2 separate regions of the Macaca mulatta genome follow, and region 2 is linked to region 1. The links are chromatin contacts, called in public Hi-C maps. All regions are on one chromosome and are shown on one strand. Each heading gives the region's core, a stretch centred on a gene start, on an enhancer-like site or on the middle of the called end of the contact. The rest is flanking DNA. Distances are from core to core; before and after follow the strand shown. Region 1 holds the start of UBE2D1 (ubiquitin conjugating enzyme E2 D1). Region 2 holds the start of IPMK (inositol polyphosphate multikinase).

The links. Hi-C and Micro-C count contacts between places; a contact is called where the count stands out from the background.
Region 2: a contact with region 1 is called in a Hi-C map of cortical neurons, with 3 times the contacts expected there. The contact joins the promoter of IPMK here to the promoter of UBE2D1 in region 1. A contact is called at or near these places in 2 of 14 Hi-C or Micro-C datasets (cortical neurons and fetal cortex germinal zone).

Annotation. Positions count from the first base shown.
Region 1 is chr9:91,528,932-91,533,010 of T2T-MMU8v2.0, forward strand. UBE2D1 (ubiquitin conjugating enzyme E2 D1) reads right to left here and starts at 1,651. Exons shown (of 7, transcript NM_001257863.1): 1 at 1,425-1,651. The coding sequence starts at 1,448.
Region 2 is chr9:91,595,733-91,599,840 of T2T-MMU8v2.0, forward strand. IPMK (inositol polyphosphate multikinase) reads left to right here and starts at 1,977. Exons shown (of 6, transcript XM_015147592.3): 1 at 1,977-2,592. The coding sequence starts at 2,403. CISD1 (CDGSH iron sulfur domain 1) reads right to left here and starts at 889. Exons shown (of 3, transcript NM_001257590.2): 1 at 731-889. The coding sequence starts at 761.

The DNA.
Region 1 (4,079 bases), core at 401-2,900:
TATAAAACAACGTGTAACTGAACTATCTTCAAACAAGAAAACATTATAACTTAATAAATGCTGATGCTGATTGTTAACTGTATGTTTTACAATGAGACGACCTTTAAATGGGACAAAAAATAACAGGTGATCAACAGATTTAGAATTTGAAAATAAAAAACTGGCAGGCTCTAAAAGTTGCTGTCCTCTGTACCTAAAGATGCCACTAGTGGCTAGTCAGAATACAATGTGTACGTCACTATCACTGCTCTAACATTTACTATTGCTATAATGGACTACTGGTCAAAAAAGTAGATAAAAATGTGGGCATTAATTTCTTCTGAAACAACTACAAAATACACTGACCATTGTTGCTTAACTTAGTGAAAAGCACTCCCTATTTAACAAACACATTCTCAATGTTCCCAGTGTGAACTGTAACTGTAAAACCTAAAACTTGGGTCAGTACACAGACCAACAAGAAATAAAAATGAACAGAAAGAAATGCCCGAATATCAATTCTGAAGGATGTTCGCTTCTGAAATGGTGGCAATAAATACTGTGAAAAAAAGACAATTCCACACACAGGGTTGAGATGGGTGAACAGTTGTTGGATGAAGATACATATTTCTTCCTCATTTTATACCCATGTGTCAAAGCATCAAAACAATCTATTTGCGACAGTTTATGTTGTGTCTCGAACTTTACATCTAAGTTTACCATGAGGGGCAAAAAAAACCTGTTTGGCTTGACTCACCGTGAATCACAGCCAGGAGGTCATCTTGTTGTGTATCAGCAACTATGTTTTCGCTACAGCTATGTGACCTGAAGTGGCAGCAGCAGAGGCACCAAAATAGAAGGGGCAGGAGCCTTCTCTTGGCTTCTTGGCCGCAAATGGGCTTTCCAGCCCATTCGGGCAACTGAGCAAGAGCCAACCGCAGAGGAGAAAGAACCAACCCGACAGCTCCGCGGAGAAAGGCTGCAGGCCCACCCCACCTTCCGTGCCCTCCCGGGGAGCCCGGGTAAGCAAGAACATAAAAGAGACAGGCTTAAGAAACAGCCTGGAGAAAACACAGCATGACAGGGGTCAAAACTAGCCTCATGGAGGGCAAAACCCAGCCGTGACCGTGAAGCACAGATTTCGGGGCGGTCTGGACGCGGAGGAGGCTCTCTACCCTGGGGCTCCGGGAGCGGCCCCGGCGCGAGCGCGCCACGGGCCCCCAGCCTTCAAGCTCCCCCGGCCGCCTGGGATCTGCCCCCGCTCCCACCTAACCTGTCCGGTGCCCGCTGGCCGGGCCCGAGCCTCCAGCTCCCTGCCCGCACCCCGGCCCACCCTTCCATCCCGTGCTTTCCCTGCATATCTCTCGGGACCACTGGCCGAGTCAGCGTGGGCAGGCGCCGCTGCCCTGCTGCCCCGCAGCCCCAGGCCCGGCCCCGGCACTCACTTTCTGAATCCGCTTCAGCGCCATGGATCAGGGATCGCGGTGGGGACACCGGCCGGCAGGGGTCGGCTGCGGGGCTCGGGGGCGTGAGTCTTCGCGAGTTGGGCTCGCTGGCAGCTCAGCTGGCTCCGCGCGGTGGGTCCCCGGTTCGCCGCTCCCTGGCTCGCTCCGGGCGCCGGTCCCTGCTCCGTCTGCGCCCGAGCGCGAGTGTGCGCGAGTGTGCGGGCGGGGAGGCCGGCGAGACTCTTTTGTTTCCGCTTTTGCTTCTGGGAAGGAGCCTGCGCCCTCCCCGCCGCGCCCCGCCCCGCCTGGCATACTGGGAAGTGTAGTTCCAGCCCTGTCCTCGGCCGCAGGCCCCCAGACGCTGCCAGGTTACTTGCTGCTGACCTTAGCCAGGCAGCTTAAGGTGAGAGCTGCCGGGTGCTGGAGTTAGTCTCTACAGTCTCATTTAGAGCAAGTTACTGAACCTGGGGCTGCGCATCTGTAAAATGGGGATAACAAATGAGCTCCTAACGCACATAAAGGAATTTCTAAATCATCAGTTAGTAATTCCTTATCCAATAGGTGCCACAGCTGGTTTTATTATATTTACCTTTAAATATTTCACTGTCTTTTCTCAAATATATGAATTATCTCAATTACTCACCCAGCACACATGCACAAACTCATATCTATCAGACCCCTTACTTACCTCCTTGGTTCTTACTGCAGAGGAAAAAGGTGTCTCTTCTGTCCAATGCACAGATCTTCCGTGTCTGAGTGCATCGTCTGCTCATAGGTATGCCCCTCCCATAAATTACCCGCTTCGAACACCGAGTTCAGAGCTCTCACTCCCATCGTTGACTCCTTCCCTTCCATTGACAGTCTCTGACTAATAGTCAACGCACACTCCCCACTCTCCAATTCCTGGGCACTTGTGTACCCATTAAAACTTGGCTTCTTGGCCGGGCACAGTGGCTCACGCCTGTAATCCTAGGGCTTTGGGAGGCTGAGGCGGGCAGATTACCTGAGGTTGGGAGTTCGAGACCAGACTGGCCAACATGGTGAAATCCCATCTCTACTAAAAATACAAAAATTACCTGGGCATGGTGGTGGGCGCCTGTAATCCCAGCTACTCAGGAGACTGAGGCAGGAGAACCGCTTAATCCCGGGAGGCGGAGGTTGCAGTGAGCTGAGTTGGAGTCACTGCTCTCCAGCCTGGGCGACAGAGTAAGACTCTGTCTCAAAAAGGAAAAAAAAAAAAAGTGAAAACATCAACAGATGTTGGTGACGCTGAGGAGAAAAGGTAACATTTATATGCTGTTAGTGGGAATGTAAATTAGTTCAGCCATCGTGGAAAACAGTTTGGAGATTTCTCAAAGAACTTACAACAAAACTACCATTTGACCCAGCAATCCCATTACTGGTTATATATGCAACTGAAAACAAATTATTCCACCAAAAAGATATATGTTCTCACATGTTCATCAGTACTATTCACAATAGCAAAGACATGGAGTCAACCTAGGTGCTCATTAATGGTGGATTGGATAAAGAAAATGGGGCATACACTGTGGAATACTATGCAGCCATAAAAAAGAATGAAATAATATCCTTTGCAGCAACATAGATACAGCTGGAGGCCATTATCCTAAGTGAATTAATGCAGGAACAGAAAATGAAATACCACATATTCTTACTTATAAGTGGGAGCTAAACATCAGATATGCATTGTATTAGTCCGTTTTCATGCTGCTGATAAAGACATAGCCGAGACTGGGCAATTTACAAAAGAAAGGGGTTTAATTGGACAGTTCCACGTGGCTGGGGAAGCCTCACAATTGTGGCAGAAGGCAAGGAGGAGCAAGTCACACCTTACATGGATGGCGGCAGGCAAAGAAAGAAATGAGAACCAAACAAAAAAGGGTTTCTCCTTACAAAATCATCAGATCTAGGCTAGACATAGTGGCTCATGCCTATAATCCCAGAACTTTGGGAGACCAAAGCAGGGGCATCACCTGAGGTCAGGAGTTTGACACCAGCCTGGCCAACATGGTGAAACCCCGTCTTTACTAAAACTATAAAAATTAGCCAGGGTGGTGGTGCACGTGCCTGTAGTCCCCGCTACTTGGGAGGCTGAGGCAGGAGAATTGCTTGAACCCCAGAGGCAGAGGTTGTAGTGAGCTGAGATTATGCCACTGCACTCCAGCCTGGCGACAGAGTGAGACTCCATGTAAAAAGAAAGAAAAAAGAAAAATAAAATCAGATCTCACGAAACTTATTCACTACCAGAAGAACAGTATGGGGGAAACCACTGCCATGATTCTGTTATCTCCCACCAGGTCCCTCCCACAACAATGGGAACTATGGGAGATTCAATTCAAGATGAGATTTGGATAGGGACACAGTCAAACTCTATCACTCAGGGACATAAAGATGGCAATAAATAGACACTGTGGACTACTAGAGAGGGGAGGGAGGGGGCAAGGGTTGAAAAACTTTTGGGTACTATTTTCAGTACCCGGGTGATAAAATCACTCATACCACGAATCTCCCCATCACACAGCATACCCAGGTAACAAACTTGCATATGTACCCTCTAAATCTAAAATAAAAGTTGAAAAAAAAAAAACAAACAAACAAACAAAGAATCTTGGGCCCCACTCTAGACATGCTACA
Region 2 (4,108 bases), core at 727-3,226, 67 kb after region 1:
CAAGAATGGTTATAAAGTGAAACTCCACACTAAATGACTGCTTATAAAGTCTCCTAATTTTATTATAAGGGACTTTCTGCGAAATACTGTTTCCAAACGCTAAGTACTAGCATTGGGGAAAGAAGACTCAGAAAGCTGAAGGTTCAACGAAGGCGGGTTTCAATTCTTTATCCTGGACTACTGCCACCGAGTGCCAGATGCCAGGGGCATAACAAAAAACCGGGAAAACTGAAGACCTCGGATTGGGTTTCATCCCTGGAAAAAAAAAATCTGCAAAACTAAGATGTGATTAGTCATGCAATGCTTCAGGATTGCAGGAAATCGACGTTGTGGCCCGACGCTGACTGAAACAGGAGAAGGGTAAACAGGTTTGCTGTTGTTTTCTCCCACCTTTCCTTTCTTTCCAGGCTCTGTGACTTAAGGATATGAAAGCGTCTTAGAAGAGAACAAGAAAAGCTAGCGGCGCGGTCATTTGGTGTTAGGGTTTGGCTAGTTGGGGGAAACGTGGACTCTGGTCTCGCATGGCCCCAAACCATCAATCCATCCCTGACCTCGCCCCCCTTCCCTATCCCGGCCGGAGCCCGCAGCCGGGCCGAGCACTTGCCCTTCTGCATCTCAAGGTTATAGGACCGGCGGGCGTGTAGGGCAGCGGTAAAACAACCCAGCTGAGCTGCGGGCGCAGCAACCGGTGAGCCTCACCAGCCTCACCCGCTCCCAGGCCCCACTTCACCTCGTACGCTGGAACTGGAAGTCAGACTCATGGCGCCGTCGCTTGCAAGGCGTGTGCACTAGGATACCGAGCACAAACGGGTTCGCGCGGCCGGCGAGACTAAAGGTGCCAGTGCCGTACTAAGGGCACCGACTCCGCGCTGCTACCGCGCAGGCGCCGCGGCGGGTCGTAAGCACGTGTGTGAGCTCGACCCTGGTAGGTGCTGAGCATGCGTGGAGCTGTGCCCTGGGCCTTAAGGAAGTCTGGACTCCGGATTTTGACAGCCACGGGAGCGGGGAGGAGGAAAAGACTTAGGTAGCAACGGAGTTTGCGCAACGCCGAGGGGCGGGGCCCTGAAGCGGAGGGGCAGGGCCCTGGGATTAGGGAATCCAGGCCAGATTTTACGTCTCTTCCAGGTGTGTGGGCTTGTGGGGACAGAGACAGGTGTTAATAGGACACTTACTTTAATCAGATACCTAAGATTTGACCCCAGTTTTTCTTGCTCGAGGCTTGTGACGATTTACCTTCAAGTCCAGGTCCAGCTTTTATATAACACGCCAGTGGCGGACATACAGGAATCAATGACTGAGTCCCATTCCAGAACCTCGCTTAGCTACCGGTGTCCATCCCTTTCTCCGGCTTTTGATATAATTATCTACTCAGGACCTTGGAACCTGCACTGTCTTAAAGGTCGAGTGGGAGAGAGAAAAAACTTGCTCCTTTCTTTAAAAAACGTGTTCACTTAAAAAAATTAGGATTTTTCTCTTTTACAGTATGAAATTAGTGTCGGTTCCAATTTTATTTTATTTTTATATGTTTTATTTTTTGGTAAGAGCGGTTTAGACACAGCAATCCGGGGAGGGGGTGCTGAGATTAACTAGAAGGGTATTTTGAAGGGGCATCTTCTAATAAGCTGCCTGCTTTAACTTCTGTTGTTTTTGTGCGGGGTGGGAGTTGGAGGGAGTTGAGTGCAGTTAGGGGTGGCCTTTAGAGCCACCCTTGGCAATGCTAGTGCCTTCCAATTCTAATGCCGGACTGCTCCGCACACTTGGAAGTCCCTGGCTTCTCTGAGCTGACGCGCTGAGAAGCGTGTTGAATGAATGAAGCCACAGCAGCACGCGAGACTTCGAAATGCCCGCGAGGTGGGGGTGAGAAGGAACACGAGTGCGCTTGCCCCATCCCTGCTCGCCGTCGCCAGGTCCCGGCAGCGCCGCGCGCCCTCCCCGCTGATGGCAGGGGGGTGTCCTGTCGGACGGCCTCTGGGCATGCTCAGTAGCGGCGGTGCAGGCGGCGCTGACGCGCGCGCGGCAGCTGAGGGGACTGGAGGACGGTGGGAGGGGGCGGGGGCGCAGGAGGTGGGGCCGCCGTCGCCGTCAGGGCCCCAGGGAGCGCGGGGCGCCGCTGCTGCTGCTCTTCGGCTCGGTTCTGTCTACTGGGCAGCGCCGGGGCCGGCGGCTGAGGCGGCAGAGGAGCAGGAGCCGGGAGCCGCGCTCCGCCGAGTTGGGCAGAGGAGCGCCCGCGTCCCTGCGGCGTCATGGGCCCCCTCCCGGGGCCTCAGCGGGCACCAGCCGCGGGAACCCCCGGGCCTCCTCGCGCCCGAGCCTGAGCGACCCCCGGGTTCTCCGGCGCCCCCTCCCTTGCCCTATTTTTTTTTTTCCTGCTCTCGCTGCCGCTACCGCTTCTGCTCTCCGTTATGGCAACAGAGCCACCATCCCCCCTCCGGGTCGAGGCGCCGGGTCCCCCAGAAATGCGGACCCCACCGGCGATCGAGGCCACCCCTGAGGGCACCCCGCAGCCGGCGGGCGGCAGACTCCGCTTCCTCAACGGCTGTGTACCCCTCTCGCATCAGGTGGCCGGGCACATGTACGGGAAGGACAAAGTGGGTAAGTGGGGGTGGCACGGGGTTCGCCGCTCCCCTTCCGCCTCCGCGAGCCCCCTGCCAGCCGAGGCAGCCTGGCGCTCCCGGGCCCCCCTGGTGTGCACGCCAAATCCCCGGCCTCTTCCGCTGTCCCCCGAAGCCTCGCCACTGGAGAACAAGGGGTCGGAAAGTGGGACGATTCCTAGGGTGTGGGTCGTCAGGCTTGCAGCACTGGTGGCAGGGAGAGGCGTGCCTGGTCTCACCCACCCCCCGGGGAGGTTGGGTGTTGATTGGAGACGGCGTTGTTAGTGAAAATAAGGAACTTCATTTTTACTGGACGGGGAAGTAAATTCTCCCTTGAGCACAAGGTCTGTTTATTATAGGCGAGTAGCTATTGCAAAAGAAAAGGAATGAAATGCAGATGATGCTAATCTAGTACTTCTCTGCTGGGTGCAGCTGCATAGCTGGAGGGGAAGAAAAACACTGGGCTTTTTTGGGGGGAGGTGAGAAGGGAAGAAAGCTTGTCTGTGATTTTTCCCTGTCCCTTGAGGAGGTTTTTCTGGTGTCTCCTTGATTTCTCTGGGAGGCGTGGTTCCAGTAGTGCAGAAACTCGGATTCCTGGTAGGAAATTCACACGGGTATGGTACTAGAATGATACACAAAATGTTCAACTATTCTTGTTCATTTTATAAGGCTGTACCATGGCTACTGTAATACATTTTCTGAGTTCACAAGTTTAAAGCTTATCTCAGCTTAGGAACTCTAATTCATCTAGCTTACTCGTAGTGGTTTCCTGGGCCATGATTACTTGGGTAATCTGATGGATGAGTATGTGAGTATTGTGGATCTTTGACCCAGAAGAACCACTAGATACAATTTAGTTTATGCTGGTGAAATGATTCGGGTTTAGGTTGCTAATACTGACATTTTTAGACGAGGTGACTAAGACCAACCCTGGTTAAGAATGACGTGCCTAAAGTCACGTTACAATATGTTAAGAATTGTGAAACCAAGAGTTCTTCCTTGGAGTACTGTTTTTTTTCACCATGTATTGTGTTTGCTGAAACAACTCAAGGCTTTTAGAAAATGGGTATTAGTTTGAGTATATGCTGTTTCTCAAAGCGACGTTTTCCACTACTTTTATTTTTACCTACTTTGTTTAATTGTGTGCCTTTCTCCCCACTAAACTGAATTCATAGAGGTTAGAGAGGGAATCTGTATTCTCATAGCCTTATACACGGACTGGGACTCAGTAACAGTCGGGAAATACTGAATAGTGAAAATTGACGGTTCTTTTAGTACACGGAGGTAAAGAAACAACCTCCTCAAGGTGATCAGTATAGACATTTCCTCCTGTGTGTCGGTGTCTTGTAATGAGAATTTGAGAGTACTCATGGGATTTCAGTTAATAGAGGAATGCCTATTGATTTATATTAATAAATTGTGATTTTAATATTCCTAATAATATTCTAGATGCCTGAAAAAGTAGATGTTTCTCTAAAGGTCCCTAGAGATTGACTTACATGCAAAGGAGAATAGAT